Regions from separate parts of the Mus musculus genome. Here all the other regions are linked to region 1. Evidence: chromatin contacts called from public HiChIP or PLAC-seq data. All regions are on one chromosome and are shown on one strand. Each heading gives the region's core, a stretch centred on a gene start, on an enhancer-like site or on the middle of the called end of the contact. The rest is flanking DNA. Distances are from core to core; before and after follow the strand shown.

Region 1 (3,744 bases), core at 30-2,529:
ATTTGGACTTTTATGACTAACTTAGCTCACTTGCGTTGTGTTTGAGCAGCCAGTGCTTTGGCCCTGTCCGTTGAGACCTCTGTGAACTGTGAGCCATAGGAGACCCCCCCCCCCCCACCTTGCCATCATATATACCATGATCCTGTTCCATCCGCTTGCCTCTCCTGCCAACTCTGCTCCTAAACGGGCTCACGGACGTTAGGAAGAGAGTTGCTTTCTTTCAACATTGTAACTAGGTTAGGCCAGTTGCATAAATAGCTAGGAAGGTTATTTCAGTTTCTTTGCTCAGATCCTAGAGGCTTTCATAGACAAGGGACAGAAGGAGAAAGGGACTACGTTCTGCATACAGACACTCCAACCAGAAGTCAGAAGAGAGCCTAGAGTTCCTCCTTTGAGCCTAGCCCCTCTTCCTGACCCCGGCTTCTCTCAGTAGACACCAGAGTCTGTCACTTCCTCTGTCCATCTGTTTGAATCCCTGAAGGGAAGGTTCTTAGTTCACTGTGCCAGTTCCTTGGATGTACCTCCCTTCTAGAAGGAAGTGGAAGGGGGCATTGTCCTTCAGAGGAGAAGACTGGGATACATGTGATGGTAAAATATTCTAAAAGTTCCCAGTAATTAAATGCAGGAACTGGGCTTGGAAATAGCGTCTAAGGGGGGAAAAATAGGCTTTACAAAATAGCTGAGAAGAACTTCGCAGTGATGGACATAAGTAAGAATGCCTCAACGAGGAATGCGCCATTTTCTTTCGCTCTTGCTGCAATTCTGGAGAGTTCTAATAACCCAGAGACAGGTGCCAGCGCTTAGTCCTGCTTCCTGCCCGAATCTGCCAACAAAATTAAGATACCGATGAAAGCAAGATGAAGGGCCAGTCCTGTAGTTTCCTAAGTGCAGACATGTTCTCCAGTCATGAGCAGCATCCTATCATGATAATTGTCTAAAACTCAGACAATTACATGCTTGTGCTTCCAGATTTTGGCTCCCCTCAATTGGACTCACCCCCACATTACACTTTCTTTCCTTGGTGTGTAAAATTAGTGTCAGAGACACTCAGCACTCAGAGAAGAGACCATCAACAAGGGCAGGCTGGTATCAGGCCAAGCGGCAGTTCGGCTTCCGGGGTGCATGTCAAGCTCCTAATCCCTTTTCAAGACTTTTTGCTGAAGGGCAAGGGGCTCACATTGGCGAGGCCCAGGCTGCTGCTGTGCATTAGACATGCTAAGGGAGTCATAACTTTGGGTTGTCAGCATTTTCCGTGGCTTTGTGGTGAAGGTAGTCTAGCTTTCAGGTCATCCTTGAAATATGTCAGATCTCATCTTTAATGTAGAAACCACGGTTGTTGGCTTGCACTCTTTAAGGAGGTTGTGGTTAGTGTTGCAATATTCGTGTGAGACTTGGTAAATTCCTATGTTTGATTCTCAAGAGAAACAATTTACTCTGAGGCTAAGGGCTATTTGCTTTCCCTAAGCAGTTTCTGAAGGCACACATGAGAGAATGAACAGTGAGGGGAAGTGTTCCACTCCAGCATCTCCACGTCAAGTATAGAGAGCACTTTGTTTTTTGGCTCTGGGCACTTCATCATCTGTCCTTAAAAAAAAAAAAAAAAAAATGTTTGGCCAAATTAAAAGGATGTAGATCAGACGAGGAAATGTAATGGAGTAGAGTTGGAGACCACTTTAAAGTGAGATGAAATAAGTTGGTATAAAACAAAACATATGATTAGAAATTAATCTTTTTTAAAAAGTTGAATGCTATTTGGGAGTTATGTTCTGAGAATTGGACATTTCAAGAAGCACGCAGCATCCTTTGTCTGCTGTCTGTTGGAGAAGAGTCCCCCTGGCAATTAAATATCAGTGATTTTTTTTTCTTGTCCAAATTTCAAGTTTTCGGTGCACTGTTGTGTAAACCAAAACTGAAGTTTTGTGAAGAACATTTTGGCTGGAGAGGGCAGTAGTCTGGACATTATCAGACATGGTAGGTTCATAGTGCAGTGCTGAGCTTTGTCTTCAATAGAAAGGAATCACTGGGGTCAAATGAGGCAGGCACCTCCTCAGAGTGGCTCTGTCTGTCAGCATTGCTGTGCCATCATCAAAGCAGACCCTGGATTGTACTTGCTTCTTCTGAACAGTCACTTGCTGTCCGGGTTCCCAAAACACTTAGGGGAAACATGCTGAAATCCAGCATGTCTTTTAATTTTCAGCTCTTCTGACAGAGGTGAGCAAGGCCTCCCAAATCCAACCCCTTGAAAACACACACACACACACACACACACACACACACACACACACACACACACACACAGAGCAAGAGGCTAAGAAGACAAAGTTTTGGAAAGAGAAATCCCCAGGCCACTGACATATTTGTGTTAAATGTCAGCAACACTGTTGCTTCTGAGACTGCACCGGTTTTTCTAGTGTGTCCAAATGTGGGTTCCAGATAATACAGAGGTGGTGTTCAGGCGATGGAGGAATCCTGGCGATTAGTCATGTATGCTCAACACTACACCCTGCTATGAGATAGGAAGATAATGAGTCCTCTGGATACAAAGTGAAATACTTTCTCCTGTGTCAGTGTACATACAAGCCCATTTCTGTGTAGAAAGTGGACAGAAAGAAAGAAGGGGGAAAATGATGGTGTGCCCTCCTGGGGTGACCCATGCTCATGTGTGACACATGAGTCTAAAGGAGGATGGGAGGAAGTGAGTGTTCTGTGTGGGAGGTGCCTGTGTCAGTGCCCATAAACAACTGAAGGGGAGAGCAGGACATGTGTCTCACAGGGAGTCAGGAACCTGAATGGAGACCCAGCTCTGATGGTGAATGGGGACATTCGGTCTTCCCAGAACTCCATTGTCTCATCTGTAGGATAGAATGAGAATATTGGAAATGTTAACCTGCCTGGCCGCTCTAGATCCAAACCCAATAACCCAGTATGAAATCCACAGCCTGCCTCTTTGGTTGTTTAAGTTTCTATATATCCTCATAGTACAATCAATGTAAATTCCATGGTGAACGATGCAAGAATATAGGATATAGAACACTCATTTGATTTTGTCAGTATTTTGACAGCTGTAGATGTAGGGAAAGAATAGACTTCACTACTCTCTATGATTACTGATTTTGCTTCACAATATGTGCATTTGGGATTATTAGAAAGTCCTTCAGAGATTACTCTCATCATTGCCTTTCTCCATTTAAACACTTGTAGTCTTTTAATAACTAGGAGCCAAATTCCCTGGCCAGTAGTTTTAATTTGCATTAAAAACAGATTTGTTATTTACAGAAGCACACAGAATTTATGAGACTTGGAGCAGCAGTTCCAGCTTGGATCTCACCTAATCGTAGCCATGGAATCAATTAACAGTTCATCTGTGAAATGTGATAAAACCTTATGAGATACATATTGCCCAATAACCGAGGAGGAGATGAAAGTATGCTCTATAATAGTCACAGGGCTTCGGGGTTTTACAATCACCACCGAATAGAGTCCCATTAGAAACTCAGTATTCAGGATGGCCACAAAAAAACACCATGCCTGAGCAGATGATAGAGTATTGAGTAATGAACCTGGCTGGCCAGTCCTGCTTTGATTACTTTCCGACACCCTTGAAAGGGGGCTGTTTAAGAGTATTTGCTCTTGGCAAATGAGCCTATGAAGCTTGGAGTGGGTGAGGGTGAGGGAGGGGGAAAAGACTCAGTTCAGAGCTATAAATCGCTTCCAAGCTAGTGCCTCCATGGAGGGCAGCTTGGG
Region 2 (3,944 bases), core at 816-3,315, 68 kb before region 1:
GCATAATTTCTGTGGAAGTGAGAGCTTGACTCTGCCCTCGGTGATTCCACCAGCAGCCTCGTGATTTTTACTCATGAACTCCCACTAATAATATGTACATACTTGAAGTAATTCCAGTAATTCTGCCCCAAACTGCAGGCTCTGTTTCTCTTCTGCAAACGGTTCAGTCTGCCATGCATCCAAAACATTGTTTGATATTGTTGATTGGCTAATCTGAACATCCTACATTTATGTTAATGATATAAAAATGTATATTTGAGAAATAGTGTTTGATGTAAATGTGTGTGTATGTATTGATAAAATTAAATGTGTTGTTAGAATGCCCCTCTAAAAAAAAAGCGGGTTATTTAATAGACTTAAAAAACAACCTTATGCTTATTGTCAACTTTTATAGATCACCAGTTATTGTCTATTTGACTAAGTTTCTTGCCATTATCCCTTCTAGAGAATAATCACTTTAAGTTGCTGTATTCCGTGGCAGACACAGTTCTAGCCTCTGGGGCTCACCCACCTCTGCAGAGTCGCATGGAAATCACAGTTTTCAAAGACTCTCCTTGTCATCTCTCGCAGTAGTGTAAGCTTTGGCTGTACCAAAAGTGATGTGGCCACCATGTTTTGAGAACTCCGAGAACTGTTTTCCCACTTTTCATGTAGTTTAGCCTGCTACAGCCTAAGGAGGCAAACCTGAACTCAGAATACATTTGTATGGAGACAGCCATAGCTTAGCCCCCGACTCCCTGTAGGCTGCTGCAGAAAGGCTTTCCTGCCCAGCTGTAGCGGAACTGCTAAGTGACCGATGGCGTGTGCAGTTGAAAATTTCTTATGACTCTAAAATACAATGCTCATGAATTTTACAAAAGAATGTCAGAAAGTATAAGTGAAAGATTAATAGAAATTATACATGTTATGTTGGCAATTGTAGGTATATAAAAGCTCATGGATAAAGGCAACCTGTGTGTTGTTACAATTGTTACAGACAGCAAGGCTGTGATACAGAGACCTAGACATAGAAAAAACGAAAGGGAAAATGCCGGCTCCGTTCTCGCCATGGTACCATGGAAGAGTTTTCCACTAGTAGGTTTATATTGTTATTTTAATTTTCTGCACATGTGTCTGTTACCTTTATAGTACTTTTGAGAAGCTAACTGTTGGTCTTCTCCAAGATGAATTTCCTTCCCTGTAGAAGCCTAGTAATGTCATGCTTAGCTCCTGCCACACATGGCTTAGAGTCAATCTGGAAGTTGGCCTTGCTGAATTGCCATTTGTTTTCCATTCTCTCTCTCTCTCTCTTTCTCTCTCTCTCTCTCTCTCACACACACACCCCACACACACAATCTCTCTTTGTCCCTCTCTTTTTTCCCTCCCTCCTTCCTTCTTTCCTTCCCTCCTTCTGTCCCTCCCTCCTTCCCTCCTTCTTTTCTTCCTTCCTTTTTTCCCTCCTCCCTCCCTCCCTCCCTCCCTCCCTCCCTCCCTCCCTCCCCTCCTCCCTCCCTCCTTCTTTTCTTTCTTCTCTTTTTCCCCTCTCTCTTTCTCTCTCATACAAAGACTTTTTTTTGGAGACAGGGTGTTATTCCACAACCCAGCCTAAGCTAAAACTTACTATGTAGCCCAGGCTAGCCTGCAGCTCATTATCCTCCAGCCTCAGCCTCCCCGGTGCAGGGATGACTGATCCAGCTTTTCTGTCTGTTGCTTGAAATATCCTTATTTCTCTAAACAAATGGATTTATGGCAACATAGTCACAAATCCTTCTTGATAATGCTTTATCTTTCAAGTTATGTATTTATATACCTCACAAGACCTGCTAGAATTACAGTCATTAGTTCAAATGAAGGCTTCTGAAGATGACAATTTTCATGAAGACCTATGCAAGGAACATTTTTTGGTATATGGCTGGATCATTTAACACTCTATAAATCAAATCATGCCCAATCCATCTGTATTTAGGCTAGTCGTGGGTAGGTGATTAATGAATATTTTTCATGCTAATGTCTCACAGACCAAGGCTGCACCCATAACCACATAATCATCACAGTGGAAACTGTGACTCAGCTCTGATGTCCGATAGGAGGGTCCTATGAATAGTGTAGACAATGCCGTGCAAAGGCTGCAGTTGGTGGCCCGGCTTCGCAAATCTTTCCAGAAGTCCTAAAGCATGTTGGCAGGTCCTCACTTAGCCCTGTCACTTCTGCTTAAATTTCTTCATGCAAAATACTCACAATCATGGGACATTAAGGTGCATTTGATCTCCAGCAGCCTCCCTCAGTGAAGTGAATCAGAATCATGGGATTCCCCTAGGCCTGAGATTCCTGGAGGGTTTATTTTTATACAACATTCCTCTGGAGAAAGAGGCACCCACTCCCTAGAGGGCTGTGACCCTTCTGTACTTAATCAGAGCAGCCCAATGGAAGGTCCTTTCGACAGAGTCCTACTCCATAAGAGGATCTCTGAAACATCTCAGCAACTAGAAACTGATCTGATGTGTGTGTGTGTGTGTGTGTGTGTATGTGTGTGTGTGTGTGTGTGTGTGTGTGTGTGTGTGTGTGTACAAATATGTGCAGAGGCCAGAGGTTGACTTTACATCTTCCTCAACCATTTTTTTTTCTTTTTCTTGAGGCAAGGCCTCTCACTGAACCTTGAGCTTGTTTGTTTCAGATAGACTGAGTAGTCACTAGCCTCCTTCATCCCTCAGGTCTCTGTGGTTGCATAGCAAGATTTTTACCCATTGTTCCATCTAGTGCTCTCTGATCTAATTTGATGAAGTCCCTATCAAGAAAGAATTTCTTTTGGCTTTACAGTTCCAGGTGGATATAGCCTACCATGGCTGGGAGTGCATGGTCACAAAAATCTCAACTTTGGCTGTTTACATCTCATGGTCAGTCAGGAAGCAGATAGTGGACAGGAACTGGGTCTAGACACAGACCCTCAAGTTCTTCTCCCAGTCGACTCTCTCTTCCAGCAGAGAGCTACCTCATTACTGTTCTACAGCCTTCCAAAACAGCACCACTAGCTGAAGGCAGTGTTCAAGCATGTGGCCTATGGCAGGTTTTTCATGTCACCTGAAAACAAACTCTCCTTGGCCCACCTGTGCTTTAGCCATTCTTTCTCCATCTTAATTTCACACACATATTAAAACTTAACTATACATACATGGCTACAGAGTGGGTCTCTGCCTAGCCTACCGGTCTCCATCTCAGCATACCACTCCCCGCCCCCACTTAGCAGTGAACATTGTGATGTTGTCAGTGACTCCCATGGCGGCAGATTCACCAGTCACCTCCCTGTCCATTTTCTTTGATGGACAGAACTGTATAGGGCTGGTGTACACTTTGCCCTTCCCGCTGTACTGCTTTCCTCTTGCATTGGATAATTCTGCATTCCTCGTTTCTCATTTTTCCTCCCAGCTGGCCTCTCCTGCAGTGTCTGCATGCCCCAGGCTGTGTGCTGAAGCCCTCTCTTCTCTGGCTATGGTCCCTCCTTGGCAACCCATCTATTGCTGTGGCTTTAAATACCAATTTTATGTCAATGACTCCCTGGTGTATTTCTGTCTCAGTCATGTGTCCTCGAGTGCATGCTTTTATATACAACATGAGTGTCTAGTTATCATTTCAAGCTTAACATGTTCTGAGTAATACCCTGGATTCCCACTCTCAAGCTCTTTCATGGTCTGCTCCTTTACTTCAATTAAAATCTCCAGTCGAGCCGGGTGTGGTGGTGCACGCCTTTAATCCCAGCACTGGGGAGGCAGAGGCAGGCTGATTTCTGAGTTCAAGGCCAACCTGGTCTACAAAGTGAGTTCTAGGACAGCCAGGGCTATACAGAGAAGCACTGTCTTGGAAGAAAAAAAAAAAAAAAACAAAAACAAAAAAACCAAAAAACAAACAAACAAACAAAAAAACTCCAGTCGAGTATCTTCACGGTGAGCTGTTTAAAGAAAACAGCTTGT
Region 3 (3,784 bases), core at 469-2,968, 75 kb after region 1:
TGCATTTTGATTATATCCATCCAACATTATCTCTTTCCAGTTGTCTTTAATGCCTTACCTCCCTCCTAACTTCAAGTCCTCTATGTGTTGGAGGGGCAAACTCCTTTTAAAAATTATATGTAATGTGTATTTTAAAAACTATTTAATGGTTGTTTGTTTGTTTTGTATATGTATATTCCACACAGATGTGGCTGCCCACAGAGGTCAGAAGAATGCATTGGAACCCCATGGAGCTAAAGTTACAGATGATTGTAAGTGACTTGATGTGGGTACTGTTACCCAGATTCAAGTCCTCAGGGACAGTAGCAAGCACTCTTAGCCTTTGGGCCACATTCTTTTATTTTATTTTTTTGAAGAGCTTATAAATTATGTTTCTCTAGTTAGCCTTCCCCATACCGTACTCACTTCTGCCCTCCACGCACCATCCCCCACACTTGCGTTGTCTTTCTCTCAGTCCCCCCACCCCCACCCCTGTCTCCCTTCATGCCACCTCTATTCTGCTGCCTAACCTCCCTTGAGACTTTTCTCTTCCACCCTCGAGTGGCTGTTTTCTAGCTTTCTGGCTTCTGCAGCTATTCCAAATTAAACACAGACTCTGGATTTTGAAGCTAGGATCCACACCTGAGAGGATGTGTGGCAATGGTCTTTCTGGTTCTAGGTAAGCACATGTCTATGTTTTAAATTAGGAAATTACAAATAAGTTCAGTGTTTTGGTGTTTGCATAATAGAGAGAGCTTAAGAATAAAGGTGGGGGAATAAGTCTCAGGCCTGATTTCCCTTTTACAGATAAACCTGAACTTGGCATTTGGCAAGCAAAGGTCAAAGTTTAAACATTGTAAATTTTATGTATTCATTACGATTGTGTGTGAGAGAATGCTGTGTGTGTGTGTGCCTTGGGCATGCGCACCACAGTGCACTGTGGAGATCAGAGGACAGACTTGTGGAGTTGAGTCTCTCCTTCCATCTCTAGGTGAGTTCTGGGACTCGAACTCATGTTGACAGGCCTGTGCAGCAAGCACATTTACCTAGAGAACCATCTTGTTGGTCCCTAAATTGAAGTCTTCTCTGCTCCTTTGCTTCCTGGATTAGAAAGTTGGGTCATCCGGAATCTGATTCCTCATTCCTTTTTAAAAGAAAAACAATGAAAAAAGTAAACTATTTTCTTGTCACTGCCTATGTCAGAGCAATACACGTGTGCTTTATATAAACTAACCACTTGTCTATCCATGTCTGCAGAGAGCCTCATGGACATCAAGCACGTGATGTCTACAGAGGGCACACTCTCCAGAGAAACACAGTATCATTGAAAGAATCAGACAAGGAAGAAAACAATTATCAGAGAAATCTCATCTAAAATGCAAAAGAAACCTTGGAGATGAGCATCCAGCCTGTTTACCCTAACACTGAAAGAACTCCTGAATGGGGAAAACATTTCCAACAGGGCAAGGTAATCTTGACTGTAATGTTTGTTTCTGTACCCCATGTTGCTTGTCTATTTAACAAGAGAAACAAAATAAAATGGACAAGCTTTGAAGTGGGCAGCATGTGGGGGCTCTGTGTCCCCAGACACTGGCTTCAGATGATCTCCCATGTGTCTGCCAGGTGCAGTAAGATTCCTGGTGACTCTGATCATCACATCACCCTGAGCAGCAAGGGGACTGCAGGATCTCAGGCACCCGAGTGGAGGCCACATTCCTTCGTTTCCTTCATATTAGAGGGAAGTGGTTGGACCACACAATGATCCTAGAGAATGAATCACATTTGATTCACTGTCATGAAGGCATGTTGTAATAGACCGAAACCTTGCTCAAAATCAATCGCAACGATTCATACAGCAGCCACATTGCCAACCAGAGCAATCCACTGTTTTTAGACAGTGAAGAGTGGATTTTCCTTCAAGATATGCTGATTTTTTTTTCTTACTACTCTAGAAAACCTAGCCTGGGCCTCTGTTAGGTTTCCAGTCTTCTTAGAAAGAAAGGAAGAAGGAAGAAGGAAGAAGGAAGAAGGAAGAAGGAAGGGAGGGAGGGAGGGAGAGGGGAAAGGAGATAAATATAAGGACAGGAGTTAAAAAGAAGAATGGGGAAGAGAGGGATGCTCGAGTGCTTCTAAATAAGGATTTGTGTTTATTTCAAAGACAGACAGCTCCTCTACATGGTACAGAAGTTTTAGCTTTTTAATGGCAGTTATTGACAAGTCAATTCCATGGCACCAATCCAAGGAAAAGAACCTTGTCACTATGAAGAAAGCTTTCAAAGCAAGAATTGCATTTCCAGTCTAGGTATTTAATATGGATATTAAGTTGCCTAGATATAGCAAGGAATTTGAGGATGGACCTCAAACAAAATAGTCATTCATTTTTACCCTGTGTTCAGTGTTTCCCTTGTTGTCTCAGGCTCCCTCTGCTCTTGAACAAACCAGCCCTAAGTGCACAGAGAAGTACATCTACCCTCATCTTTGAGTGCCTGTATGTCTAGCACAGGCTGAGCTGAATCAGAGCTAAAGTGCTGTGAGTCTCGTCAGCTGTCCTCTGGCTTGTTTTATCCCATCCCCATGGGAACCATACTGGTGTTCACCCAAACCTTGGTTGCCAGTGGCAGTTCACATATTTGACTTCAAAGTGTCCCCAGTCCAGGTCAGGATCACTGCACATCTGGATGGCTGCCAAGGTTTCTCTGCTGTCCTGCTCATGTCCACCATGCTGCCTCATTAACCCTTGAGCAAACACCTAGGACCAGCACTGAACTCTACACTTCTTCTGCCCTAAGCCCTTGCTAGCTCTTACCAGGTTTTCATATCACCCAGCTTGATCATTTGTCTAATTTTCATGCATTTCCTTCCTGTGAGATATGTGTAAGAATGGACAAGAACCATTTCTTATTCACTGCCTCCCTGGAAGACAGAAACATTCATTGCCATCAAAAGTACAGAGTTGTTCTCGATCTCCTTTGGGTGACAATCACACAACCACAAAGAAGCTCCCACTGTTCTCAGCCTGCTCTGGTTTTTACATTTTAGAGGAAACTCACTGGATAGCTAAGCATTGTGGTTCTGGATCACAGCCCTCTAGGAGAGCTTCCATTGTTATGATTGCTATGGGATCAGAGAACACACCCCTGTGCTCCTTGGCTCCCCATTCACCAGGAGCAATGGGACACGGTGTATGACCCATCACTATAAAACAGTTGGAAAGAGCATAGTGCTCTACGCTTTGGCATCTTCTCTCTCTGCCAATGGTTAGGTCTTTTCATCCATGGAATACCCTATTGTTTTTTAAAGAAAATATAGAACAGAGGAAATGGAGCTGGCTGGTCCAGCTAGAGTAGTGGACTGAACTGACCTGACACCCACTGGGAGTCTGAAGAGTCTGTAACAAGACCTTATCACCAATGAAGTGTTCTAGAACCTGGTTTAGGACTGTGCAACTATGCCCACACATGATGAAGAATGTAGATGCCCAGAAGTGATGCCAGGGCCCATGCAACCTAAGGGAACCCTAGGGAATTAGACTCCTAACACCTGAGTGAACAGCTTAAACTAATACAACTAGGATATCCTTGGTTCACAGGATAGTGCCTTGTGACAGTTACCGCATATCTGAGATTTATGTCTTAAACATAATGGTTTTATAACAAGTGATGAATGAAACAGACTTCTGCACAGAAAACTGGGTTTTAAGTTCTGTCACCCTGGTACAATCTCTGTTTTATGAGTGTGAAGGTGTCTCTTCATTGCTAAAAATCCAGCCCCTTTCTAGATGTTGGAAAACTGTCAAATACAGAAT

Evidence for each region. HiChIP or PLAC-seq counts read pairs in DNA pulled down with a chosen protein or histone mark.
Region 2: a contact with region 1 is called in a CTCF HiChIP or PLAC-seq map of the NIH/3T3 cell line, with 15 read pairs. The contact joins two enhancer-like sites. A contact is called at or near these places in 1 of 15 datasets of contacts at CTCF or cohesin (the NIH/3T3 cell line), 1 of 484 Hi-C or Micro-C datasets (nephron progenitors) and 3 of 9 other capture datasets (adipose tissue, liver and pancreatic islet).
Region 3: a contact with region 1 is called in a CTCF HiChIP or PLAC-seq map of the NIH/3T3 cell line, with 13 read pairs. The contact joins two enhancer-like sites. A contact is called at or near these places in 1 of 15 datasets of contacts at CTCF or cohesin (the NIH/3T3 cell line), 4 of 484 Hi-C or Micro-C datasets (adipose-derived mesenchymal stem cells, embryonic fibroblasts, granulosa cells and 1 more), 1 of 115 datasets of contacts at active chromatin or transcription factors (the NIH/3T3 cell line) and 4 of 9 other capture datasets (adipose tissue, liver, macrophages and 1 more).

What each region holds. Positions count from the first base shown.
Region 1 is chr2:113,688,487-113,692,230 of GRCm38.p6, forward strand. All of the region lies in intron 17 of Fmn1 (formin 1), which reads left to right. 4930533B01Rik (RIKEN cDNA 4930533B01 gene) reads right to left here. Exons shown (of 6, transcript NR_040614.1): 6 at 2,567-2,852. Among named protein-coding and RNA genes, the nearest start is that of 4930533B01Rik, 18 kb to the right of the region's middle. Within about 2 kb of position 1,280, at least 30 of the 459 cell types and tissues checked have an H3K27ac peak or open chromatin away from gene starts, as enhancers often do. A contact at or near this core is called in the NIH/3T3 cell line, adipose-derived mesenchymal stem cells, embryonic fibroblasts and 1 more, where this site is marked.
Region 2 is chr2:113,619,771-113,623,714 of GRCm38.p6, forward strand. The region is part of intron 15 of Fmn1 (formin 1); the gene reads left to right. Among named protein-coding and RNA genes, the nearest start is that of 4930533B01Rik, 87 kb to the right of the region's middle. Within about 2 kb of position 2,066, at least 45 of the 459 cell types and tissues checked have an H3K27ac peak or open chromatin away from gene starts, as enhancers often do. A contact at or near this core is called in the NIH/3T3 cell line, where this site is marked.
Region 3 is chr2:113,763,458-113,767,241 of GRCm38.p6, forward strand. It overlaps Gm46756 (a long non-coding RNA gene), which reads left to right. Exons shown (of 2, transcript XR_003954050.1): 2 at 1-2,569. Among named protein-coding and RNA genes, the nearest start is that of Gm46756, 4.2 kb to the left of the region's middle. Within about 2 kb of position 1,719, at least 22 of the 459 cell types and tissues checked have an H3K27ac peak or open chromatin away from gene starts, as enhancers often do. A contact at or near this core is called in the NIH/3T3 cell line, adipose-derived mesenchymal stem cells, embryonic fibroblasts and 1 more, where this site is marked.